Regions from separate parts of the Sus scrofa genome. Here region 1 is linked to region 2. The links are chromatin contacts, called in public HiChIP or PLAC-seq maps. All regions are on one chromosome and are shown on one strand. Each heading gives the region's core, a stretch centred on a gene start, on an enhancer-like site or on the middle of the called end of the contact. The rest is flanking DNA. Distances are from core to core; before and after follow the strand shown. Region 1 holds the start of EPB41L4B (band 4.1-like protein 4B). Region 2 overlaps EPB41L4B (band 4.1-like protein 4B).

The links. HiChIP or PLAC-seq counts read pairs in DNA pulled down with a chosen protein or histone mark.
Region 1: an H3K27ac HiChIP or PLAC-seq map of skeletal muscle shows a contact between it and region 2. The contact joins the promoter of EPB41L4B here to the enhancer-like site in region 2. A contact is called at or near these places in 4 of 5 promoter capture datasets (fetal liver, fetal skeletal muscle and liver), 15 of 47 Hi-C or Micro-C datasets (alveolar macrophages, embryonic fibroblasts, epiblast stem cells and 8 more) and 1 of 2 datasets of contacts at active chromatin or transcription factors (skeletal muscle).

What each region holds. Positions count from the first base shown.
Region 1 is chr1:250,367,187-250,370,588 of Sscrofa11.1, forward strand. EPB41L4B (band 4.1-like protein 4B) reads right to left here and starts at 1,711. Exons shown (of 27, transcript XM_021067313.1): 1 at 1,552-1,711; 2 at 1,362-1,549. The coding sequence starts at 1,660.
Region 2 is chr1:250,297,849-250,301,376 of Sscrofa11.1, forward strand. It overlaps EPB41L4B (band 4.1-like protein 4B), which reads right to left. Exons shown (of 27, transcript XM_021067313.1): 14 at 2,767-2,797. Among named protein-coding and RNA genes, the nearest start is that of EPB41L4B, 69 kb to the right of the region's middle. Within about 2 kb of position 2,168, at least 17 of the 83 cell types and tissues checked have an H3K27ac peak or open chromatin away from gene starts, as enhancers often do. A contact at or near this core is called in skeletal muscle, where this site is marked.

The sequences.
Region 1 (3,402 bases), core at 461-2,960, 69 kb after region 2:
CCAGCTGAATAAAAAAGCTGGGGAACCCGGTCTGGGGGAAGCTGTAACGTTTGAATACTATTTTAAAGACAGCTGCTCTAAGACTGGAATGTGGGCCCCTTTTCCATGAATTAAAAAGGCCCCCAAAGGGTATTATCCTAACAAGATGATATTCCATGGAGAGCACCAGGAACCGCAAAAATAAAATTGCCGTAAATTGAAACAGTCTCAAAATTAAACCTACACAAGGAAACATCAAACCCCAGGCCCGGCAGGCTCTGACTTCCCCATTCAGAACCCTTACAGGTTTCCAGTTCTCTCCTGAAGCCCAATTTCCCCCACTAAATGCTGTCTTTGGAAGTGCCGGTAGGTTATTTCTTTTTTCCCTTGAAACCCTCGGGATGATCGGTAACATTCATCTTAAAGCTCAATCGTTCCTGTGTTCTCAGTCACACCCAAAGATTCCCAAAGGCACCGTCTGCCGCAGCGCCGGGTGCACAGTAGGCGCCCCATTAATGTGCGGGTTTGATTTGATCAATCTGGCCCCTTCGGCTAGAAAGACACGTAGGTAGCCGGCCGCCCTGGCGGGGACCGCAGCGCCAGCCTAGCTCTCCGCTGGAGGGGGCGGGGTGCAACCACCTGTGGGCGGGTGGCCCGGGACTGAGGCCTCCGCGCAGCCGCCCTGGAGTGCCTCCGCGGCTCCCCTCACGCTACCCTCGGAGAAAGTCCGGCGCGCCAGGCCGTGGGCACCTCGGGGCCCACTCCCAACGCCCCAGCAGGGGCTCTGCCGGTGCAAAGTTGGCCTGATGTGGGAGAGCCGATTCCAGACTTAGCTCCCGAGTGGCCCAACCCCCCTGTGAGGAAGCGGGCCAGGGGGGCCCTTTAGGATGGGAATGGGGGGCGGGGGGCGCCGAGATGGGATCAGGAGAGAGCAGAAATGGTCCCCTGGCTCCTTCCCAAACTTGGGGCACCTGACGGCCAGTAGGCGAGGAGGCTTCTCCTCCCTGTCGTCACACCAAGGCCTGGTGGCGACTTTGTGGGGGCAAGTGGGCCACCCCAAGGCATTGCTTTGAGATTTTCTAACCAATAACCCAGCATCAAGAAGGCTGCTGCAGGAACCTAAGGGATGGAAGGGGAACACCGATCACCCGCGCCAGGGGGCGGGGACTTGGGACTCAGGGGTGCGGGCCAGGGATGGGGGCCCCCGGAAGAAGCCGGGACAGGGTGGCCCGAGAGGGAACCAGGACTAGGGAAGCGCTGGCAGAAGGGGGAGGGGATCCCGGAGAGGTGCAAGGGGAGTGCCCCGGAGGGAAGCATCGGGGAAGGAGAGCTGCCCCGGGGGCCGCGGGGTGCCAGTGTCCCGGACCGGCTCCGTCACTCACCGGCAGGTCCACGCTCACTTCGGTCCCGTCGAGCAGGAAGACGCGGCAGTAGAGGGTGGCCTTGGAGGCTCCTGCGGCGGAGATGTGCACGGCCGCGCCGCCAGTGAGCAGGGGCCCGCCGCTGGCTGGGAACACGCTGCCCCCGGGGGCGGCGGGCAGCGTGGAGACAGCGGCGGCCGGGCCCCCCGCGGGCCCCCGTCGCGCTCGTCCCCCAGCCCGGCGGCCCCGCGCCCTGCCGCGCCCCGCGCGTAGCGCTGCATTGAGCGGCGGCCAAAGGTCCGGCGCAGGAACCGCAGCATCCTGGCTGGGGGCGTCCCCTTGCCTCCGCCCCCTGCGCCGCCGCCGCCGCCGCCGCTGCGCCGCCGCCCGGGAGCGCCCCGCGACGCCGTCAGTGCCCGAGACCGCCCGCGCCGCCTCCCGCGGGCTGCGGCCCGGGGCTCGCTCCCGCCGAGGCCGAGGCCGCGCTCCGGCTGCCTGCGGGGCGCGCCGGCCCGGCCAGCGCCGGCTGCGAGTGGCCGCGGGCGGGAGGGCGCGCTCGGGGCGGCCCCGGAGCCGTCCCGCCGCCGCCTCCGCCTCCACGCGCTCTCCCGGGCTGGCGGCCTGTCCTCGCTGCGGAGGGCCCGCTACAGACGGCCGGCCGCGGGCGGCCCGGGGGGCTGCGGGGGGCGCGGGGGCGGGCTGCGGGCTGCTCCCGCGCGGCGCGCCGGCCGAGGGCCAGCCGGAGCAGGGCGCCTGCGTGCTCCTGGCGCGCTCGCTCCCACTCGCCGCGTCGCGCCCGGGCCGGAGGAGGCCCCGCCGAGCGCCCGCTCCCCAGGCGCCTTTTCCTGCGCCCGCAGCCCCCGCCTCCCACCTGGGAGGCAGCACCTCCAGCCGCCGCCGCCGCCGCCGCCGCCGGGACTGCAGCACGCCCTCCTCCCTCGGGGCTGCGCCGGGTATTTGCAAACCGGGTCTGTGCTGCCCCCTGCCGGCCCGAGCGCCCCCTGCTGCTGTAGGTGTGTTCACGTGTGTACACGTAGGTGAGCACACACGTGTTTCCGGCGCCCCGAGCCCTGGAGACGCCTGAGAGTCTCCCCTTGCCTAGTTAGGCAAAAGGGGCCGCCTGCCCTTAGGGGATCCTTGCTCAGGAAGCCAGAGAGAGAAGAGCCTGAAGCGAAGGCTCCACCAGGCCCTCAAGTTTCCCCTCCCGGAAAAGGAGAGGAGTGGACTAGGTAATCAACAAGGTCTCTGCTACTTAAGTTGTCAGTTTACGATCTCAGAGCCAGAAGCGTCTTTTCTGCCACTGCCATCCAATGGACTCATTCCTAATAAGGAAATAGAGGCTGAGCAAGGACAGAGTACTTTTCCAACCTACTACGCAGGAAACCACTTTACCTCAAGGAACTCGCGTCCAGTATCGATTGAGGTAGAGGCCTGCAGAAATAGCCATAACTGAGGAGGCTAGTAAAGGCTGAACAAGTTACTGGGAAGCAGAGAGAGGAGGGTAGTATAGGACAGACACATTTCGAGTATGGGAGGCACAGGCAAGTGTTTACAAACAATGCCCCTCAGACAAGTTCAAGTCCAGGCTCAGGGAGAACTGGGTTGTCCAGTGTGGCTGAAAGGAGGTCAGGCCTCCAGAGAAGAGTAGCACTGCTTTGGGTATGTGTGTGTATGTGTGAGCCTGACACTGGGCTAAGCCCTTCCCATTCATCATCTCACTCAGTCCTCAAGACAGCCTGATTCCATAGAAGATTTTATCCCCATTGTACAGAGGAGGAAATGGAAGCTTAGAGAGCTTAAGAGACTTGCTCCAGTTTCATGGTTAACAGAGGCTTGTTTGCTGGGATTTAAAGCTGTTGCTTCTAACCACTGCCAGGCTGAGGCATGTGACATGATTGGCAAGCAGTCACCGTTTCTGAGAGGCCTCGAGGGAGGCAGTGGCAACAGCAGAAGGGGGAAAGAGAGAGAGGGATGAATTTAGGAGGCATCTTAGGTGATTTCATGAATGATGTTTTCATTATCCTCACTCCAACCCTTCCAGATAGTTCTGTTGATCCCCATT
Region 2 (3,528 bases), core at 918-3,417:
TCTGCCAAAAAACCCACAAACTACCCCAGGACAATCACTGGGCTGTGTTGCTAGGGTGGCATGTTTAAAATCAAGGTTTACTGTTTCTCCAACAATGAAAGGGAAACATACTGTGGTTAAGAACTCTTTCTTGGGGTCTAAATAGCTCTGTGTTCTAGTTTTCAGAGAGGGCCAGTGCACGGAGCCAGGCTCTAGGCCAGATTCACCCTTGGCTGCACCAGGAGGGCTCAGTGTTCAGCAAGGTGCCGTTTTCCTGGCATCACCTCTGTGCCCAGAGCACAATTTCACCGGGGCTTGCACAGCAGTCCGCTCCACCCCAAAGTCCCATGGGATGCGGAGAGCAATTGAGCAGCTGTGAACAGTGGTTATTAGCTCATTTATTCCCAAAGGGTATATTTACTGGGGCTGGGCTTCTTTTTTTTTTTTTTTCTGGTAGAGATTTTTTAGTTTGTTTTGGTTTCCGACATACATAATCTCTACTAGATGCTAAGAGGAAAATGTAATTTTATTAGGTAAAAACAAAGAAAACAACCACTCCCTTAGAGAGAGAGGAAAAAAAAAAAAAAGAAAAGGAAAGAAATGCTGTAACTCACAAGCCCCTGAGAATTAAAAGCAAGACCCACTGACAGGTGCAGACACTGAAGCCTACTACCCTCCCCAGGGATCCTGAAACCAGGGCAAGCTTGTGGGCCTATAACCACCCTTGCAGGATCCCTGAAACCTCCTCCCACCCATGGGGGTGGGTGTGATGAGGAGCAGTTCGACAGGGCTCTCGGGACCCTCCGTGAGATGCTGAGAACTGAACGCAGACATCAAAGCCAGACACCTCACGCCAGCCCAATGGCACTGCAGGTGGCGTGAGGAATCAGAGAGGAGAGGCTGAGTTTCCAGCTGTGTGAAGCAAGGGCCAGCTGTGTTCTCCAGAACCTTGGGGGTCCTTGGAGGTGCCTTGGGGGCTGCCTGGGTGGGGGTTGGGCAGCAGGTGCCAGCCCTGCCCTCTTCTCCCCAGTGGGTATCATCCAGAGCAGCCCCACTGAGGCCTATTCTCTGTGTTGGACTTGCGTGTCAGCTTTCCTTCAGGGGCTGGGAGGAGGATCAGAGGCTAAAATGTTTGAAAAACTCACCTCTTTGTTTTCATTTTATTTTGTTTTATTTCTTTGGCTGAGTTTATGGCACATAGAGGTTCCAGGGCCCAGGGATTGAACCCTTGCCACAGCAGCAACCTGAGCCACAGCAGTGACAATGCCAGATCCTTAATCCCAACCTTTTTGTTTTCAAATGAGAAAAAGAGAGGCCCCGTGCTGGGTTAGAGCAACACTGGGCTGGACAACAGGCCTCCCAATCCCCTGGCCAAGCTCTTTTCACTAACCTGCTCCCCATGCACTGCGTTCTGCCAAGTCTCCAGAGCACAAGGCACACTGAGCTGTGCTGATCTCAAACCCCACCCTCCCTGGCAGCCTGAGACCCCTGCCTGGGACCACCAGAGGCTAATAACTTATGGGGCTACCAACGGCTGGAGCTTGGACACAAGGGCCAAAACAATTATAGTCTGACTTTCTAGCAGGACAGCTGTTCACCGAAGCCAAAACTCGCATAAGAAAACAACTGTTTCAGGAGCTCCCATCATGGTTCAGCGGTAACGAACCCAACTCGTCTCCAGGAGGACTTGGGTGTGTGCCCTGGCCTTGCTCAGTAGGTTTAAGGATCCAGCGTTGTTGTGAGCTGTGATGTAGGTCGCAGACAGGGCTGGGATCCCATGTTGCTGTGGCTGTGGTGTAGGCCGGCAGCTGTAGCTCCGACTCAGCCCCTAGCCTGGGAACTTCCATCTGCCCTGGGTGTGGCCCTAAAAAGCAGAAGGGAAAGGAAACAACTGTTTGGGGGAGAGAAAGAGGAACACGCCAGGTAGAACAGTGTCTTATCCGGGGTGGAAAGGCTGAACCCACCCGGGAGCCTTAAAAACCAGAGTGGCCTGGTCCTGTCCCCAGAGACTAATTTGATCAGCCTGGGGTGTGGTCTGGCAGAGGGTGTCAAATCTCAGCAGGTGATTCCCATCAACAGGAAAGATCAAGACCACAGGTGCTGGAGGAGGGCGTGGTGAACCACGCCCCCCGGGCCAAACCGGGCCCCCCTGCACCTGTAAGTCAAGTTCATTTACACACTGTCTAGGCTGCTTTCCTGCTCCCAGGGCAGAGCGGAGAGATGCCGAGAGAGACAGCAGCGCCCACAAGGTCTAAAACATGTACTACCCGGCACTTTCCAGAAAAGTGCGCGGACACCCGACACCCGCGCTAGAGACTCGGTCTTGTGATGAGCTCCCTTCCTGCAGGAAGGGCACTGGGTGTCTGATAAAGGTCTTCTACGTGGTGTGACATAAAACCTGCACGTAACTGAGCGAATCCAGCCTTTGTTCTCGTGGAGCTTTTGCTCCAGAGCTCGGCCTTTCTGTCCCATCCCTGCTGGCAATGCCATTAGCACACTGTGCACACACACATTCCTATCACCTTTCTCACCCACTGTTACAATAAACAAAGCACAAAGCCGCTCCAACAAAGCAGCTGTGTTCTCCAAAAAGCAAACTGACTTGGAACATTCTATCTTGCCCTTATTGAAAGCCAGGCAGATGGTTTGGCCAGGCAGTTGAAAAAGGGGTGGTGGTGGGGGTGGGGAGCTGGAGGGGACCATCAGGTGCCTCCCCTTGTGATTTAAATGTATGAAAGAAAAAGTCCACATTGCAAGTAAAGGCGGTCATTTCCGGGAGGCACTTACCAGAACTGAGCTGCTATCACCGGGTTGCTTGCTTTAAAGAAAAACAGAAAAGTATGACCATCTTAGAGAGCTTCACCACTTTCATTTGTACATTTTTTTTTTCTTTTTAGGGCCCCACTTGCAGGATATGGAGGTTCCCAGGTGAGGGGTCTAATCAGAGCTACAGCTGCCAGCCACAGCCACAGCCATGCCAGATCCGAACCATGGCTGCTCATGGCAACGCTGGATCCTTAACCCACTGAGCAGAGCCAGGGATCAAACCTGCAACCTCATGGTGCCTAGTCGGATTTGGTTCCACTGCGCCAGGAAGGGGACACCCATCTTTGCCACTTTTTACCAAGGACTAGGGAAGAGACCTCTGTGATCTGAGAGCAGGCTCAACCCCAGGAGGCAGAATCTTCACCTTGGCTACTTCTCCTTTCTAAAGCAAAAGTCAGTCTCCTTCCCTCTGTGCCCCACCCTCCAATTCACTCAGGAAATGCTCCCAGAGTGAGTTCCCAGGGCCAGGAGCTCTAGGACCCAGAGACTGTCCTTGCTCTTGAGAAGCGCAGTCTTGACCTGGAGACAGGCACATAAAATCGAAAACAGCATGAGGTGACTATAAAGGCAGAAACACCAGCAGGAGCCTGTGCTGGGGAGCGTGGAGCAGGTGCTTCCGACTGGGGCTGGGGTGTGAGTCTGTGGAAGGGACCATGGATAGAGGTAGAGCTCACGGATCTAGACTCCCTTTTGGTTTTTTAAAAAAAGGGCGTTTCTGGTGTG